Regions from separate parts of the Mus musculus genome. Here regions 1 and 3 are each linked to region 2. The links are chromatin contacts, called in public HiChIP or PLAC-seq and promoter capture Hi-C maps. All regions are on one chromosome and are shown on one strand. Each heading gives the region's core, a stretch centred on a gene start, on an enhancer-like site or on the middle of the called end of the contact. The rest is flanking DNA. Distances are from core to core; before and after follow the strand shown. Region 1 holds the start of Arf1 (ADP-ribosylation factor 1). Region 2 holds the start of Pld6 (phospholipase D family, member 6). Region 3 holds the start of H3f4 (H3.4 histone).

What was found. Promoter capture Hi-C pulls out the DNA fragments that hold promoters and counts their contacts. HiChIP or PLAC-seq counts read pairs in DNA pulled down with a chosen protein or histone mark.
Region 1: a contact with region 2 is called in an H3K27ac HiChIP or PLAC-seq map of epiblast stem cells, with 3 times the contacts expected there. The contact joins the promoter of Arf1 here to the promoter of Pld6 in region 2. A contact is called at or near these places in 6 of 39 promoter capture datasets (the 3T3-L1 cell line, cranial neural crest, hippocampal neurons and 2 more) and 3 of 115 datasets of contacts at active chromatin or transcription factors (embryonic forebrain, epiblast stem cells and extraembryonic endoderm stem cells).
Region 3: a promoter capture Hi-C map of liver shows a contact between it and region 2, with 3 times the contacts expected there. The contact joins the promoter of H3f4 here to the promoter of Pld6 in region 2. A contact is called at or near these places in 2 of 39 promoter capture datasets (liver and pre-B cells).

The regions. Positions count from the first base shown.
Region 1 is chr11:59,226,853-59,229,682 of GRCm38.p6, forward strand. Arf1 (ADP-ribosylation factor 1) reads right to left here and starts at 1,415. Exons shown (of 5, transcript NM_007476.3): 1 at 1,321-1,415.
Region 2 is chr11:59,785,967-59,789,053 of GRCm38.p6, forward strand. It overlaps Pld6 (phospholipase D family, member 6), which reads right to left and starts at 1,691. Exons shown (of 2, transcript NM_001290283.1): 1 at 1,252-1,691. The coding sequence starts at 1,669.
Region 3 is chr11:58,960,402-58,963,217 of GRCm38.p6, forward strand. H3f4 (H3.4 histone) reads left to right here and starts at 1,310. Exons shown (of 1, transcript NM_001318003.2): 1 at 1,310-1,872. The coding sequence starts at 1,411. The coding sequence ends at 1,821. It also overlaps a transcript of Trim17 not described here.

The DNA.
Region 1 (2,830 bases), core at 165-2,664, 560 kb before region 2:
TCACCTATGTCAGGCACTGTGGATACTGGCTAAGACAGAGGAGAGACACGAGGCCAGCACACAAAGCACCATGGCACCTCACTAGTCTTCTGACAGACACGGCAGAAACCACCAGAATCAGCCTGCAGGAAAAACTGCTGACCACTAGTTGTGAAACAAGAACTACAACAGAAGACTCCAACATGGGTTGTGGCATCAACTACTGGGCTCTCCAATGACTTCTGGGACCAAGAGCAGCTGACCCTTCCTTTCCTGACAAAGCAGCCAGTTGCTGTTTGAATGGGAGAATTCCTTCTTGATGTGAACAGAATCCCTAGCATTTTGCATTTGTTCTATGTAGCTAGACCATACAACATATGTAGCTACCTACACTACAAACTGACATGGCACGACCACCCTAAATGGACAGCCAGAATTGTGTACTGGACCTGGTCTCTGTACCTGCGGACTGCTCAGAGGCCGGGAACGGGTTATTCCATGGGCAGGTTAAAGATTCTCCAATTCAGAATGGCCTTTCTAATCCACCCAAAAGTGCATAAAGGAGCCGGTCAAGAGGCGAAACAAGGCTCAAACCCCTCCGGGGGCCATCGGCACCCCAATGCAGATCTCACCGACGATATTCGGGGCCCAAATCACGGCTAATTGGGGATCACAGTGGGTATTCTGGTATCCCCCGAGATCCGCAAATGCGCGTGTTAAATCCCAGCACCTGGATCCGCAGTTCGGAGCCCCTGTCCGACACCTGTCCCTTTCCCTTCCCCCTTCCTACAACTTCGGTCCTCCAGGCCGACAGGAACCGGACTCGAGAGACAGAAGAGGAAGACCTCGCCACCCGAGTGACCTTGACGTCGTCTCGGGGCCACCCGAGCCTCAGTTTCCCCAAGCCCGCGGTTCATGCCGTATCTGAAGCGGCCGGCTAGCCTTTAAGAAGGAAAACCCCGTGACCCCCCGAACCCTGCTCCCCGCTCCCAGGCTCTCGGGCCGTGGAGCCTAGGAGAGGCGCAGAGAGGAACAGCAGGAAACCTGGCTTCCTGGAGAAGAGCCGGCGTCCTGGCCGGACTTCCGGGCTGCGGCCCGCGGCGGGCGGCCAGGCAGGCGTAAGGGCCGCGGAGTGGGGGAGGGCCAAGCGGCCGTGGGCGACGCGGGACTCCGGGGCGTCCCGATCCTCTGTCCGGCCTGCCGCCGAGCTCACTGAGCATAGACCTCAGGCCGCCCGACCGGACTCGGTCCTTAGCAGCCGCAGCTGAGCGCCCCCTTGACTCCCACGATGACCAGCCCGCGGCCTCCCCAGTTTCGGCCTCAGCGCGCCCCGCGTCTCACCTCCGCGGCGGCTGCTCCCAGCCAGGCGTTGGTTTCGCTCCCACAAGATGGCGGCGCTGACGGCAGCCACGTCAGCGCCTGCCGCGGGGCACGCCGGGGGAAGAGGGCGGGCACGCAGAGGGCCCCGCCCCCACACGGATGGCGCTTGCGCGTCTGCACTTTGTAGCCTTCACGGGGCGGAGCCGAGGTCGCTCTGTTTCCGGATCGGGTCCCGGGCTAGCACTCTGGCTCCCGGCACTAGAACGAGCAAGGGTGTGGTGTATGGAGTTCCGTGTCCGCCGGCGCGTGCGCACGCGCGCCTTCCTGCGGAATTCCAGCCCATTCCGCGGATGCGGGGGTTGAGGCCAGTAAGCGTTCTAGAGCGCCAAGGTCAGAGTGGGAAGGTCGTGTCAGCCCTAGGAGGTGTAATGTCCTTCTCACAGTACCCCAGGGTCTCTGATATTCCAGCTGGGCCCTGGAATTGAAGAGAATGATGTGACCGACAGATGGCCAAAGTGGGAAGAGGCGCAGGCCAAATGTCAGACAAGCACCATGTCTCCACACTGGTCTTGGACCTGTGTGCACGCTCAGAGCTGACTGAGAGGACCAGACACCTGCATGGGCATAGCACTGCCTGAGAGGCAGTGATGGGGTGGCCTCCTTCAGGGTGCAGGTGAGGAGGAATCCGTTAACTCTCCCCATCGATGCAGGAATCAGGCCCAGGCTCTGTCCTCCCTATCCAGTTCTTCCACCCCGTGTGCTGTTGGGAGAAGTCCCACAGGTAGGAGATGTTGAGGGCCCTGGGAGATTCTTTTGAGCCTGGAGCCCTATCTATTGAGTTAGCAGGAGACAGTTCTGTTACCAGGGCCTGCTTCAGCCACTGTTGTGTCCAGGCACAGGGTACAGGGCATCCTCACTGTGTTTGGGGGTTGAGACCTCCAGAGCTTTCTCCCCAGAGTTGTGGGTGCTGAGCCTGGCAGGATTCGATGCAATAGTCACCTTCTTGACCCTAACACATCCCTTTCCATCGCTCAGGGCTCCATTTTCAAATGCTGCTTCTGTAAACGTCTATGGGGGTGCTTGCCTGTTCTCTCTCACCCTCAACACACAGCAAGTGTTTATACAAAGCCTTGGGTGTCGCTGCCTGCCACCAACCCTGGAGAAATGGCAGGACATCTCCTGAGACCTGTGATTCCAGCCATGCCAGAAGCCTGTCTTAGCCTCATGGATAAGTCGACAAAGAGATGGGGTGTCCAGAAAACCGCAGGCTAATAGTCAAGAACCAAACTCCCTTTCTGTACCTAAAAAGGCTAAAATTATGAAAAAATGGAGACAGGGTGGTAGTCATTCTGTTTATTGTAATGTGACCACTGTACATTGTAGTCCCGCTCAAAACATCACTCTGTACCCCGTAAATAATTATTTGTGTCAGTTAAAATTTTAAACAGCCTTTGTAGATATTTAATATCCACATGTGTAATGGATGATACATTTGAAGTGGATACCTACCTAGGCAGGCTCTTCCTACCTC
Region 2 (3,087 bases), core at 441-2,940:
ATCTGTGATGACATATTGGTTCTTTCCAAATCCGAGGGTTTGTTTTTTGGTTTTTCGAGACAGGGTTTCATTGTATAGCCCTGGCTGTCCTGGACCTCACTTTGTAGACCAGGCTGGCCTCGAACTCAGAAATCCGCCTGCCTCTGCCTCCCGAGTGCTGGGATTAAAGGCATGCGCTACCACGCCCGGCAGTGCCACCACGCTGAATCTGAGATTTTATGACTCTCCAAACTCTAAATACAGTGACATCAACCATGTCTGATACCTACTGTCCACCACCCAAAATGATGACCTGGCTGAAGGTCACTTTGTGACTGCCAGCAAGGGGACAGGGGCAGCTATCAGACTGACAGAGTGCTTCTGTGCTGCCCACGTGAGTGATACACAACAGGTCAGTGCTGCGGTGTTCTTCCTTCCCTATGAGGGATCTGGAAGCAGACCTGGTTTCCAAGGCTACACCATCCCCAGGATGTGGGAAGACAGGCCGTGTGGAGGAAATAAAAAGCCTCGAGAGCCCTACAAAGCCTGGACATCTCCCAAGGGCTCCCCTAGCCTGTCAGCCACTGTGGGCACAACGATTAGGCTAGGCAGGTGTGTGGGAGGGACATGGGGGCACTGACTCCTGCGTAATGAAGGGATCTAGCAGTCAAAGTTTGTGTTCCTCCAGTGCCAACCACTTGAAGGAAAACAAACAAGGGCCACAGGCCTAAGGGAGGATATTGTCACACCTGCTGCTGAGCTGTAGGCGGGCCAGACATACCTATGGGCCCAGAGGTGATCGCTGAGAAGCAAGTATTCGCCACACTGTAGGGTCCACTTTCCAATGATCACAGAGTCTAGTGGGAAACTCACTAATCAACACTGTCACTCCTACTCCCGCTGTGGTCACACAGCCGCTAAGGGTTTCTCAGTGTTGGCTGAGTTTAAACTGACTTAAGTTTTATCCTCCATGCCTTCACTTATGTCAGCCATCTCAGCCTAGAACAATCACAGAAATTAAGTCTAAACACACACGCCTCTAAGGTCAAGGTCAGAGCGTGGAAACTGGTGGGAATTGCCACATACCTTACTCATGGGGAGCCCAGACACGGAATATAACAGACTATGAACCTTGGCTCCTTGGCCCGCTCATCTCTGCCTGCCTGCCTCCACCTTTCTCCCTGAAATGCTACCTGCTCTGGACAAAGTCGGTAGGGGCATCAAGTAAGTCCTCTACCCCTCTGCCGGTGTGCACCCTCGGCGGCGGTTTACCTGCCTTGCGCAGCAGGCCGATCTGAGAGCCGTTGAGGGCCATGTAGTCGCAGTCAGTGATGACCCGCACGCGCACCCCACGCTGATGCAGCAGCTGCACTGCACGCCCCAGCTGCGGGCTGGAGAAGGCGAAGAGGCAGAGCTCCAAGCTGGAGCGGGCGGCCAACAGCGCGCGCAGCAGGCGGCTCAGTGAACTCTCGCTGTGGGGGAGGCTACACGGGCAGCCCGAGGGCCCGGGAGGCAACCCTGGGGCCTGCAGTAAAGCCTCGGTGCAGGTCACCTGTGAGGGGAAGAAGAGCACCTCGCGCCTTGGCCGCCGCCCAGCCAGCAGCCAACGCATCAGCCACGGCAGTGCCTCTAGGGCCAGCGCGAGACCCGCACCAGCCGCGAACACCAACCGCCAACTCGAGCGCCCCATGGCCGCCACCTCTAAGGTCAGCCGTAGCACCAAGCGCTTGCGCGCCCAACACGTGCCAGCCCGCCCCCAACTCCGGGTGTGCCACGCCCCCTTGCGGGGCCCGCCCCCAGCCAGGAGCTAAACTAGCGGTTGCACAGCTTTCCCAAGCTAGCAAAGAGCCCTTGGGGAAGCGCGCTCATTGGTGGACCAGGCTGGCCTTGAACTCAGAGATCTGCCTGCTTCTGCAGAGTGCTGGGATTGAAGGCGAGTACCTTCATTTGACTTCTTTTCCTATGTGTTTCCCATGAATTTCCTTCCCTTACCTGACTGCTCTAGAGTTTCTGCATCGCATTGAAAAGAAATGGGGATAGTGGGATGCCGTCTCCTGATTTTAATGGGATTTGCTTTGGGATTTTCTTCAATTACCATGTTGTTTGTGGATTTGTACGGTCTACAGGAAGGAGTTATGAACGGTACTATAAATATAGCCAATGGATAGGCCAGAGGCCTGCGGGAGAAGAACTTATTTGCTGCCAGTTTCCTAGGCCAAAATCATTTCTGTTTTCTAAAAACTTATATCCACAGATAAGTGCAGCTCTCACCCCTCATCAAAGAACTTCCTTTTCAACAGATGAAGACAATCAGAGTTCCACAACTGATCAGAATGCTGAGAATTCGCAACTGTGGGGATAGATTCCCCGCTTACGAGGTTTGGCAGCAGGTACTTTTGCTCATCCCCAACTGATACACCTGCATTGTAACCCAGACACCTAAGGCTAAGTATAATGGAAGAAGTGATGGAAAGACTATATGAACCAGAGGCTCAGGACACCCAGTGTTAGATAGTGTGCCCTAGACAGGGGAAACACACTCATGAACTTAGGTCCACAGTGGTCCACACTCAGCACCATGTCTTTTGTCCCTAATGATGCAGCAAGTTTTGCTCACTGTGAGATGAATTCAGAGCTGCCTCGGGTTGCGTTCCTACAGCTGAAACAGCAGACAATCAGAAGCTTTGACTGAACATAGGACAGTGACTGAACATAGGAGAATGTCACATGCTGGAAGACAGGAAGACCTCTGACCCAAAACTTAGAAGATACAGACAGACATCACTTTCTTCATCCCTCCAGGACCACCCAGGCCAGCATGGCTTCCTATGCTGAGCTCGATGGGGCACACACACACACCCCTTCCTGTTTTAAGGAGACCCTCTCATACCCATGCTCCCGATACTTTCCTCATCTGCAGAGACTGACCTATTTCCTGACGTTGGGCACCATTAGACAAACCGGTCTTATTCTGTAGCATAGCCTGGTTTAGATGGTCTCAGACTTACAGCAATCTTCTAGCCTTAGCCCTCAAGAACTGGCATTATAAGACTAAGCTGAGTCATCGTGCTCAGCCCTGTTAACAGTGAAGCACATACATAATGCAAG
Region 3 (2,816 bases), core at 60-2,559, 830 kb before region 2:
CACGGGCTCGGGATTCCCCGCTTTGGCGTTCACCGGCGTCAGTTTAAACTACACATACACGTTTGGAAGCAAAACACCATGATTGTCAGTGAGTTCTATTTTTTAACCAAATCCGTAAAGATGCACCACAGTTTGATTTCTATCCTTTTCTGGACTCACGTTTTTTGAAATTATGTGGACGACATTTCTCATCCTCTGACGTGATCTAAATAATCATTATTACTATTGTTTGATACCCTGATTGTGACCTTTGGGGGAATCCTTGAATACAGCCCATGTTATCCTTGAAAGCCTTTGCTTCAGAAATCCTTTTTTTTTTTTTTTTCCTAATTTTCTTTCAGATCTAAAGATGTTTTATTTTGTTTGATAAAGCGTCATTTCAGTGTACTCTAAGCCTCAAAATTATTATCCTTCTGATTCAGCTACCGAGTACTGAAGTTATAAGCATGGACTACTGTTCTTTGAGTCATATCTTCTAGTTTTTTTTTTTTTTTAATTAACGTACGTTAACTGTGCTTAGTAATGGGTTTCATTTTGATAACTTCACACACACACACACACACACACACACACACACACACACACACACACCAGCTCTCCCCTTTTTTTCCTCTTCCCTCTGGTCCCTTTCTCTCTATAAATACCACCCCGACCCCATTTTTATGCTTTTTTTTTTTTTTTTTTTTTAATCTAGCTTCCACATGCTAGAGAACCCATGCCATGCTTTTCTTCCTGCCTGGATCCAGCTTACTTAACACTGTGATCTTGAGTTCTTTCCATTGTTCCAGCAAACGACACAATTTCTTTTCGTTTTTCTCTTTATTTTTTTCCATCTCTACCCCTCCCTATTTTTAAAAAATAGTGTTAATACTATGTAGCCCTGGCTAACCTCAAACACACAGATATCCACCATCCTTTGCCTCCCGAGTCCTGGAATTAAGCTTAACTGCTGAGCTACCTCCAGCCCTCGCCCCCAGGGGCGTCCTCAGACCAGGTGGATGTTTTTTTAGTATTCCAGAACTCAGGAAAACTATGCCTCGTTGTTATATAAAGGAAGCATGCAGAAAGGTTCTAGAAGGTTCTTTGTGTCTTGGGAGTCGAGGCAAGATTGTTTTGTTTTTTTATTTAACAACAACAATAAAAGCTCCAAGAAAGCGACTTGAGTTTTTTCCACAGACCCCGCTGCCCTCCTACCGAGCCGCAACTAACAGTTCCAGAGTCCACACCACTCAGAGAGAATATAAGAGGCAGGGTGTAAAGTCAATCCCCCAATGGACCAATCAGAGTGCAGCATCCCATAATGCCACCTGGTGGGCAGCCAATAGGAATGTAGCTGGGTCTATAAAAGCAGTGCTACTCGCCCCCCACATTGTGCACCTGAGGAGCAAGGGAGGCGGACGATTCAGGAAGATGGCACGCACCAAGCAGACGGCACGGAAGTCGACGGGAGGCAAGGCTCCGCGCAAGCAGCTAGCCACGAAGGTGGCCCGCAAGAGCGCCCCGGCCACCGGGGGCGTGAAGAAGCCGCACCGCTACCACCCTGGCACGGTGGCGCTGCGCGAGATCCGGCGCTACCAGAAGTCCACCGAGCTGCTGATTCGCAAGTTGCCATTCCAGCGCTTGGTGCGTGAGATCGCCCAGGACTTCAAGACCGACCTGCGCTTCCAGAGCTCCGCGGTGATGGCGCTGCAGGAGGCCTGCGAGTCGTACCTCGTGGGGCTGTTCGAAGACACGAACCTGTGCGCTATCCACGCCAAGCGGGTGACCATCATGCCCAAAGACATCCAGTTGGCTCGGCGCATCCGCGGAGAACGGGCTTAGGCTCCCACAGGCACCGCTCATGAACCCAACGGCTCTTTTCAGAGCCACCCACAGAGTCAGAAAAAGTGTCTGTAACGTAGACTTAGGTGTCCTGTCTCCTCAGGAGGTGAAGACAAGGTGGCCGGCAATCGAAGTGTCTCCCCAGATCAGTCTAGAGGGCTTAGCAGCTAATCCTTGCCCATTGAGCTATTTGACTTGCAGCTCCGTCCTATTCTAACCTGCCTTCCCTTGATAGGTATAGTGGCCTGAGCCCTTGTACTACAAGATGATGGTTGTGTTGCTGACTGGTTTTACCAAGTGAAGGTAGCTCCTACCGGCAGTAAACGTGCTATGTTTGCATAGTTGATAGTATCCAAACGCATCTGCTCAGTAACCAAGTTACTTATGTTTTGTGTTTTAAGGCTCATAATGCCTGGTATTAAAAAGGCTAGCTATTCCTGTACTTGAAAAGTTGGCCTTTCTCCTGATGGAAAGCCCAGTGAACTGCCTTTGATTAAAGTTAATTTTGCCCATCTGTTAACGGCGGCAGCAAAAGAGTCAGGAAAGTGTTAACTTACATATTTCCAGGGGACACATCCAGAGAATCCTGTCTTAAACGATTCCTGTAGGGTACGAAAGTCTAGCTGTTGTCTTGACTCAACCTGAGTTGTAAGCAATAGGAACCTCTCTTATCAAAAGGATGTTTTGCGCTGGAGTTTAATTCTCTGAGCCTTGGTTTTTCATACTGTCCAGTACTGTATGACTTCTGAGCCATACAAAAAGGGTGGTGTTCAGAGATGACCGGCATGGAGACTAACCGGCTTGATCAGAAATCAAACTGGGAGGAACCCGAGATGGTTAACTGAACTGCATTAGTGGAGGGCTGAGGGGAATAGCCTGAATAAGCCTGTGAGGTTAACACAGAAAACTTTACCTCTCCTTTGTAGTGGAATCACTCATTAATGCCAATGTTAAATACATAAATTACTCCTAGGGTGTGCATATAATATAAGTAT